Linked DNA regions of Hordeum vulgare: region 1 is linked to region 2. A link is a contact called in public Hi-C data. All regions are on one chromosome and are shown on one strand. The core of a region is the stretch at or near the end of the contact, and the rest is flanking DNA. Distances in the headings are between cores, read along the strand shown. Region 1 holds the start of LOC123442947 (metacaspase-1-like). Region 2 holds the start of LOC123442943 (60S ribosomal protein L18a-like protein).

Region 1 (4,924 bases), core at 884-3,383, 860 kb after region 2:
AGGAGAAGTCATTTCTGATCTCGGAGAAAGGCGCACTCGCTGACAAGATCAGCCCTGGGATCGTGAAATCCCTTGTCAGCCTCACAGATAAACCTAAGTAGCTAGGCACATTACATGAGGCAAAGGCAGCTCGCCTCAATGCCGAGTAGTCCGCATGAAAATTCACACCTGAACTGTTGATGGATTCAGCAACTGAAATGTTGTTTCTGGAAACATGTGGTTCGGTTTGGACCTTCATTTTAATTCCACTGAGTACAGTACAACTGAAATGTCCCGTTCCGTTTGCTCACAAGTCGCAAGTACAGTGCAGGACAGGACGACAGCATCATCGGTAAGGTGAAGCTTTTCACAGGAGAAAAGGCTTCCGGTAGATGTCGAACATCTCGGAAGAGCAGAGCTGGGGCTCCTGCACGCCGCCGGAGGTGATCATCTTGCGAACGAAGGAGCCGATCCGCCCGGGGAGGAGGCGGCGGCCGGCCCCCTGGCCGTCCCGGATCGTCGCCCTCATCGCGCCCAGCAGCCGCCCGTACGTCGTCCCCGGCTCGGACTCCACGGCCTTGATGAAGCTGTCCGTCATGGCGCCAATGGCAGAGGAATCGGGGAACCCCTGGGTGCTCGACTCCGCCGACTTCTGGTCGTCGTTGCAGCCGCTGATGGAGACGGCGAGGCCTCCGCTGGTGCATTTCGGCTTGGCCGGCTGACGGACGTGGTTCTCCCACTGCCAGTACCCGGTCCTTTGGATGGGATGGGTCACAGCAAAGGTTCACTCGTCGTCAAGATGAGTACGTAGATGAGACACAAGCACGGCCTGAAAGAAACCAACGTACCTGGAGAGGCGGCAGAGGTAGCTGAGGTCGAGGATGGTGCCGCTGTGGCAGGTGTCGATGATGGCGTGGAGCTTGACGCCGGGGCCGAGCGGCCGGACGATGGTCTCGTTGATCTCGTCGTCCAGGATCTTGCCCTTGTCCTCGAAGTCGAGCGGGCACAGCGCCTCGTTGTACCCGTCCACCTCGTCGCCGTTCATGTCCAGCTTCTGCACGCCGTGCCCGGAGAAGTGGAACACCAGCGAGTCGCCGGCGCCGCACCCCTCCACCAGCCACCGCATCGCCAGCAGCAGGTTCTCCCTCGTCGGCACCCTGTACGGCTCGTCGCTCCTCTCCTCTGACACAAGCACAAACACACATCGATCATATATCAGATGATCAGACACTCTTATTCACTTCGTGAATGAATTCTTGGATTAGTTAGTACCGGTGAGGACGAGGATGGAGTCGCCGGGGAAGCCAAACTTGTCGCGGAGGAGGGTCCTCATGCACTCGACGTCCTTCACCGTGCCCCTGAGCTCGTGGTCGGTGCCCGTGTAGCTGACGCCGACGAGGACGGCGCGCTTCTTGCCGCGGGTTGCCGGGTAGCCGGCCGGCAGCTCGCGACTGGCAGAGCGCACCGTCCGCGGCGGCGACGGGGGCGCGCCCACGCTGCGGTGCCGCTCGACGCGCGTCACGCGGCGGCAGAGCGCGCACCGGACGCCGGAGCTCGACCCGGCCGGCGGCGCCACGATGCCCGCGCCGCAGTGCCTGCACCACGACGTCATCCTCGGCGGCCCTGTGTTGCCCATGCCACGGATGGAGGTGAGCTCGTCGTAGCTGAACTATCACATGGAGATTGAGATGCTGATGATGCCTGGGGCCATATTCTGCCTTGAGACTGGCAATATGCCAAGGTAGGATATGGGGCAACGCAACGCAACCTTTATTCCAAGAGAACACTAGTTAGTGGCAGGCCCTGTCAGCTGCTCTGCTTTCGACGTGTGGTGGGCATGGAAATACGATTCTTGTCATCTGAGGGTGGCTCAGGTAGAATACGATTCTTGTCTAGCACCAATCCAATCTCCTTGTCAAGACTGCCTTTCGGCCCAGTTGTCTTTACGATGTTAGGTATGTTAGGCATGCGAATACATGAGAAAGTCGTTGGAATTGGAATTGTGTTATTTTCTGTTTCCGCCTCTGAGATCCAACGGAGCATAGTTTGATCAAGTTTGTAAGAAAAATCATCAACGACTACAGTACTGACTTAGATATAATATGAAAAAATATACATTTTTATTGTATATCAAATGATATTAATTTGGTATCGTATTTCTTGATAGTTTTTTCTCTACAAACTTTGCACTGTTTGACTTAGATCAAAAGTTAAGTCTTCTGAAACGAGTACAAGTTAGGCTACGGTCATATAATAGGATATTGATGACGCTCAGTAGCAGAGGACCCAATAGGGCAAGGACTGGCGCCGCCCTACCTTGATTTGTTCAGCGCATGCTGGGTGCAAGGCGGCGCATGGACACGACGGCGTTTTTCGGTGGCGAGTGATCAAAGCCCGTCCTACCTTTACTTTTGTGCGTCCTTCGCTACTGCACGCGCCATTCAAACCGAGGTGACTTCACTCTTCTGTGAGCTTCCTATGCATTCGAATGACACATGGTTACTTCGATGAAGACATCGGAAAAGTATCAAGAAGGAACTACACCATAGGAGTTGAAGAAAGAAGTGGAGAAGGCCTTAGAGCAGCAAGAAAATGGGGCTTAGGAGTTAGGCGCCCCCTAAATCGGGCGGCCCATGGAGGGGGGCTTTCTTTCATTATTTGTACTTATATTTTTAAAACATAAAAACATGTTTCTTAAATTTTTAATACATCCATCCCATGGTTCAAAAAATAGTGTTGATAGCATCCAAAGAAAATGTTCAAGCATTTCAGAAAAGATGTTCGTGACATTTTTCAAAAATATTTATACAATGTAAAAAAAGTTAGCGTGATTCAAAAAATGTATTTAATACCATTCAAATAAATGAACATGAAATATAAAAAATGTGCATGCATTCCGAAAAATGCCAGGACGTTTTAAAATTGTTTGCATAATTTTAAAAAAATGTAACGTGTTTCAAAATTTTGTTTGTGATATTTTTCAAAAATGTGTATACAATAAAAAAATATTGGCGTAGTTAGAAAAATGTTTCATGTCACTCAAAATGTTCTACATGTATTTGAGAAATGTTTAACATGTAAAAGAAAAGATGTTCAAAAACATATATTTTAAAAAATGTACATCATGTAATTTAAAAATGCTCAACATGTATAAAAGAATGTTACGTGTGTATACAAAAAATGTACAATGTGTAATGAAAGAATGGTAGACACGTGTTAAAGAAAGGAAAAGAAAAAAAACAAGAAAACCCCGTGAAAACCTAAGAAAGAAGAAAAATAAATAAACAGCTCAAAAGCAATGAAAACCCATAAGAAAAACACAATTTTTAGAAGGGGGGTGGGGGGATACATAAAAGAAAAAAAAAACTCGCACTAGTGATAGCTGCAGCACTGGACCAGCCCAGTAGCTTCACGATAAATGCCTCCTACCATTTCTTTTTAGTCTGCATATAAGATTTGATCAAAGTCAACTGATACAAAGTTTGATCAAATATATATCAAAAGATATCAACATTTATAATACTAAACCTATATGCTATGAAAATTAATATTATGGTGCATCTACTAATATTGATTCAATATTATAAATGTTGATATTTTATTCTATAAATTTAGTCAAAGTTTATGAAGTTTGACTTTGACCAGATCTTATATACGGACTAAGAAAAAACGGAGGGAGTACAAGAAATAGCTTGTCTAAAAATAGTAGGTAAGAAATAGCCTTGTCTCGAAAAAAAAGTAGGCAAGAAACAGCATCGGCACTCATATAGGATTTCATTCGGAATTACTGCACCTACGATCTTTTCACTCTGAGTTTTGTACAATGGTCAGTGGATGGATGTGGCCTTTGATAGGTGAATTCTGGCTGTGATTGCATGTCGTACCATAATGGCGCTAACAAGATCGTTTCACTCACTATTATGGTGTTAGATCTTTTTGGTCAGACAGAACTCATCACCTTCGACAATACGTTCATACACTGCAACAGAATCATGGATGCATCCTTTGCATCTCACCAGGAAAAAACCTCTTGCAGGCTGCTGCGGCGTCGCAGTCAGATTCCGGTTTGCATACAATGAGCATTCTAGAGTCTGGAATATTACAGTTGGTCATGGTTCATCGCCACTTTCGTCGTCATCGTCCCCGTATGCGGCCAGAGAGCCAAGCACGCTGCTCTTGGTGTCACCTTGTGGCTCACAGTTTGTATCATGCCCATTCGAAGGTAGCTCCTTGGGAACAGGCTTACTCTCCGCGTCAGATTTTGCTTTCTTGGCTCGTGGCTTCACGGAAACTGTAATGTTTCTCAGGAGCTCAGGCTGGCTCCTCTTTGGAGGTGGCTTAGGCTTGCTCTCCTGAAGATCACATATAAACAAAGATGAAAACCAGGGCAATTTGGTCCAAGAAATGTTTTATTTGCCTCCACCATCATGATGGGGAATGTAACTATAGCAACTGGCCACATGTGCAGTATCTATTGTAATTTTTCGCAACCTTGTATTAAAAATTTAAAAGTGTGGCATGAAATTAAATATGCTTTCTTGTTGTTGCCTACCTCAGGCCTAGAGACTGTAGGCACCTCACCAAGTTCATGAGCAATAGTGGACTGGGCAGCTACAGCCTCCTGAAGGAAGAAAGACATTCATTAGGTATGCCATATGAGTTACAACCCTAGTCGTAGCAAGCAAGCCTTCCTATCCTGCCTCCCACATTCTTGTGATGTTGAAACAATTGCTGAACTTTACAGGCTTATTAAGACCAAGCATAGAATCGGGTGTGGAGGATTAAAAGGCTCCACTATCTGCTGTTTTCACATGATAGCTAGATTCCCACATGAAAAAAATTCTCCACATTCACATAGTGTCTTTTTTATCTGTTAATGAATATGAAATGCTAGAGCGACAAGAATGCACCCATATGCAACCAGTCAAAGCGTATAAATCAGATT
Region 2 (4,979 bases), core at 1,948-4,447:
GTCAGAAGTGCATATAAACTACTGGCCCAGATTAAAAAGCAACAGCGCAATGGAGCTCCTGGGACGAGTACAGAAAGCGAAGGACGGCTTGACGGATGCTCAGATCAATCCTGGAAGCGCATATGGAGATTACCATGCCCAGCTAAACTACAAATGTTTGTGTAGCGACTCCGCCATGAATCCCTTGCCCTCTGCGCCAACTTAAAAAAGCGCGGTATGCAGCTCGAATCTATGGCATGCTTTGTCTGTGGGAGGGGGGAGGAGGATGGTGGTCACTTATTCATCAAATGCAAAGCGGTCAAGGAAGCATGGAGACAGCTAGGGCTGGAGCAGGAGCGACGCCAGCTGGAAACCATTGGGGACGTGCATGCAATGCTTGACTCCCTCTGGGGGCTAGCCGAGAAGAAACGCGTTCTCATCATCACATTCTGGTGGCATTGGTGGAATAACCGGGAATAGAATCAGAGAGGGGGATCCTTCTGCACAGCCGTCCGAGATCGTCAGATGAGCCCGCTGTGATGCAATGGAATATGCCGAAATCCTAGGCCCGGCTGCACCCAAACGTACACTGGACCGCTGGCAACCTCCGCGAGATGAGCTGATCAAAATCAACCTCGATGGTGCATTCACGCCGGGTAAGCCTATGGTACTCTCCTGGTAGCGCGAGCAGGAAGGAAGGAGCAAGTGACGGATGCCTTTGGAGCCGAGCTTCATGCCCTAGCGGCGGCGGTGACGACTGCTACTGAGATAGGAGTCATCAGAGTTATCTTCGAGACAGACTCGCAACTTCTCGTGGAAGCCATGGACGTCTCCCGAGCTGATGCCTCGCCCTATGCCGTCATCATCGAGGATCTGAAGTACCAGCTCAAAATATGGTTCCCTTATTGGAATATCACTGTATGTAAACGCAATGTGAACACAGTTGCACACGAACTAGCCCAGATCGGCAGTAGATGTGCCGCTCATAGCTGTGTTGAATGGGACTCGATTGTACCGCCCAATGTGGCATCTTGCGTGTTGGGCGATATGCCCGAGCGTGGTTGATTTATAAAGCTTTGTCTTTCCCTCAAAAAAAAAATATGGTGACAGAGCCAACAATGCATCTGCTATCAGGTTGCATGATTGTTTACATGCATGAAGAAATGACTTTCTACAGGAAAACTCTTTAGCTTTCTGTGCCTTAGATATGGTTTATCTATTACACTACTTTGCATCTATGAGTTGTTTTCTTTCAAGCTACATTAATTATAGCAACATGTTCAGGATTTACAGTGCAAGGACAACCTACCGCAATAGCAGAGGCAGCAAGACCCGGGCGCTCTCGGGGGTCCCTATTGTAGTACTTGCAGCAGTAAAGAGTCGTCGCGTAGTACCAAAGCAATGGACACAAGAAACCTAAAAGAAATCTGCAACCGAAACATGTTTGATATTGCCAGATGCAGAATATGGAAACTGAACTGAAGTTTGTGTAGATGGTAAAGGATTCTTACGAGGACCATCCTATTCCGCAACCAAAGCAAGGAAGCCGTCTCTCAAACTTCGCCAGCTGTGGGTTCTCTTCATCTCTGAGTAGGGTGTACTTGCCAAGACACCCTTGACAATGGCAAAGTTCATCCGAGCTTGCTGTGCAATGCCAAGTGTGATTCGGAGTAAGAAGTAATCGTATGAACAAAATTAAAAATAATGCACATCATGATCAAGCTAAAGCCCTAATAAACAGAGGAACAACTGTAAACTCTGAATCCTAATTATGTTATATCTCACTGATGTTTATACACTATTATGCTACCACGTATGTCAACATCACGTAATAGATGTTACTGTCTTTTACAATGACAGACTAAGGGTTCTGTTCTCCTGCACAACGTAAGTGATCTAGCGGCGAAGGAAATCTTAAGTTTAACTCAAAAAATCCTGCATAACATAAGCGATCTAGCGGCAAAACAAATCTCAAGGTTAACGCGAAAAGATCCTGCATAACATAAGCGATCTAGCGGCAAAACAAATCTCAAAAGTTTAACGCGAAAAGATCCTGCATAACATAAGCGATCTAGCGGCAAAACAAATCTCAAAAGTTTAACGCAAAAGATAGATACAAGGTTGAAAAAGCAATTACCTTCCCCCATTTAATCTAGAGCTGTTTAGGGAAGATCCAAACTTAACACCAAGCTGCTTGGCAGATTCCTCCTTGCTGGAATCAGTTCAACAAGTCTGATCCGAGGAATAAAACAGAACAGTAGCCAGCTTGGCACATAAATCCTGCAAGTGTGTCAGGATGGGGTCATCTTGCTGCATCGGAGAGAAAATTATATCCACAATGTAATTTCTTCTGCATAAACACGCATATGAGTCTAATCGGTAGGGACAGATGTTGTGAGCAATTGGAAGTACTCTTTCATGGCAAAGAGGAAAGCAGTGACCAGCAGGTGTCTCAAATTCCAAATATATTAACATACAGAAGCAGCAGGTGTCTGAATTCCAGATATTAGCATACAGAAGTCAATCCAAGAGGGGTACTCAGTCAGGAACACTACGGCTTCCGACGAGACTAGGAGAGCATAACATTTTGAGCTATTTCCTCTTGCTCTGAACTCTAACACTCCAACTCCCGTTAGTAGAACAAATCTAACGAATTCATACAAAATAAGCTGCGGCCGCGCTACGGGGCCATCTCAGATCGGTCTGGCGCGCTGAAGAAGAAGAAGCGGCTAAGGCAGGCAGACCAGGTACGGGTGGATGGACTAGATTAGCAAGGGCACCTACCAACCAGTCCACCACGCAGCAGACAGACAAATCGGCACCTACCGCGACGGGGATTCAGGCTTCGGTCGCCGGCCGCCACGCAGCAAAGGGAAGAAGGTAACCGCAAGACGAACAAGATAATCCACTCAGTCAGGACAGGATAGGGTTCCTTACCCGCAAGAGAAGAAACCGACCCAGCACCAGCACCAGCACCAGCAGGTCCGCGTCGCCGCCGGCGGGGCAAACCGCGAGGGAGGTGGAAGGGGGAGACGACGCCGGACGAGAGCGGGGTGGGGGTGGAGAGCGAGCAGTAGAGAGCACTGGAAGAGGCGACGAGGGGGAGACCGGGAGAGGCAGGAAAGTGGAGCCGAGGAGGAGGAGGAGGTCCAACCGGTTGTTCGTATGCGTGTGTGTGGACACGCAGCGCGGTGCGGGTCTCGTGCACCTACCGCCACGCTATGTGCCGCGTTGGTGAAAGAGGGGATGGAGACACGAGGGCGGCCCTTTTTAACACACGGATAACGACTCGTTCGCTGTCGTCAATGGAAGAGGGAGGAAAAGGTCAGTTTGTGTCAAAATACCACGTCATATACTCCCTCTGTTCCTAAATACTCCCTTCGTCCAGAAATACTTGTACTAGATATGAATGTATCTAGATTTATTTTAGTTATAGATACATCCATTATATCTATTTTTAGGACAAGTATTTCTGGACGGAGGGAGTATAAGTCTTTCTAAGAGTTTCATTAATGGACTACATACGGATGTATGTAGACATATTTTAAGGTATAAATTCACTCATTTTGTTTCGTATGTAGACACCTGGTGAAATATCTTAAAAAACTTATATTTAGGTACGGAGGGAGTATATATTAAAAGGAAGAGAGAAATTTTACCAGAGGTTTTTGAACCTGTTTTGATGTCTCCCTTTGGTCAATGGGGTGAATATCTGGTGCTATGAAACCACCTTACATTAAGTGCTTCCAATTTTAAAAATCCACATGTAAATGTTTCAAAAAATTCTTAAAAAATATGAATGTTCACATCACATGAACGTACAATCCTAAAAAATATGAATGTTCACATCACATGAACATACAATCCCTAAAAAATTCAAATCAAAACTGAAAATACACATCGAGAAACAAAAAAGATAAATTCAGCATAAATGTTTTATAAAAATCTTCCAAACATTAATGAAATGGCGCTTTGGTTCACATCCATTAGATCTCAGATTGACGACCGAGGTCGCGCGGAAGCACCTAATGTGAGGTGCTCCGGTAGCACCAGATATTTTTTCAGATGTTAGAAATACCTGATATATGGCAAAATCATTAATTAAGGGATACTTTTTATAAAAGACACTCCCATCAACTATGGTTGTGACATCTGTTATATTGCATGTGCGTCATTTGTCACAACGTGGAAGTTTTTCTTTTTCGGAGATTCGTTTTTTATATAATTTTTTATATCTCTTAACATGCATCCATATCTCGAACCATTTTTATCGTTGGATTTCTCGCGTCGAGATCTTCAAAACTAAATCTCATACAGCGCATTCCATGATCTTCTCCATGGATACATCACCAACACCTCAAGCTATCAGAGCATCCACAGTGTGATGTTTTGCTACCTCTAAGGCCATAGAGGCAGACGTTATATACTGTGAGAACAGCCTCTAAGCTAAATTTGTTTAGCATCGACGCTACGCTTGGAGGCAGCCTCCAATTCTTTCAATGAAATGAAATAATTCATTGGCCCTACATGTCATAGAAGGAGAGCATGCATGTGCCATGTCAAGAGGATGGAAAGGAGCCGACAACTTAGAGGCAGGGAACATTTGGCATACACTGCGTAATCTTAAGCTGACTCTAATAATCCAACGTGGGTCCCAGCTTAGAGGCAAGCCATCCTCTAAACGTTGTGGATGCCCTAAGTGGTCCCATGACGGGAGCCCGTACATGTGCCATTGAAATCGAGGTGACATATCTCCTTGCTCACCTATCATTTGATCCACTCAAGACATGGTCACTGCCTCAAGCACAGACTCTCCCATACTCGCGTACTCAAAAGGAAGCCATGGACCAATCGCGGAGGAACGCGAAAATGACGAGCCGACGGTAAACACTCAAGCGGCCGGACAACCGAGCCTGGTCGGACGTCCGAACCGTCCCAGCGTCCGGACGTCCGAGCTCGTCCAGGCGACCGATGCCTAGAGCCTCCCCAGGCCCCACGCC

What was found. Hi-C and Micro-C count contacts between places; a contact is called where the count stands out from the background.
Region 1: a contact with region 2 is called in a Hi-C map of leaf, with 6 times the contacts expected there. The contact joins the promoter of LOC123442947 here to the promoter of LOC123442943 in region 2. A contact is called at or near these places in 3 of 6 Hi-C or Micro-C datasets (leaf and seedling).

What each region holds. Positions count from the first base shown.
Region 1 is chr3H:54,872,815-54,877,738 of MorexV3_pseudomolecules_assembly, forward strand. LOC123442947 (metacaspase-1-like) reads right to left here and starts at 2,134. Exons shown (of 3, transcript XM_045119140.1): 1 at 1,252-2,134; 2 at 828-1,161; 3 at 221-734. The coding sequence starts at 1,615. The coding sequence ends at 347. It overlaps LOC123442948, which reads left to right. Exons shown (of 4, transcript XM_045119141.1): 4 at 1-269. The coding sequence ends at 101. It overlaps LOC123442949 (PSME3-interacting protein), which reads right to left. Exons shown (of 7, transcript XM_045119142.1): 6 at 4,532-4,600; 7 at 3,913-4,331. The coding sequence ends at 4,089.
Region 2 is chr3H:54,016,497-54,021,475 of MorexV3_pseudomolecules_assembly, forward strand. It overlaps LOC123442943 (60S ribosomal protein L18a-like protein), which reads right to left and starts at 3,198. Exons shown (of 5, transcript XM_045119137.1): 1 at 2,917-3,198; 2 at 2,117-2,259; 3 at 1,491-1,623; 4 at 1,289-1,406. The coding sequence starts at 2,126.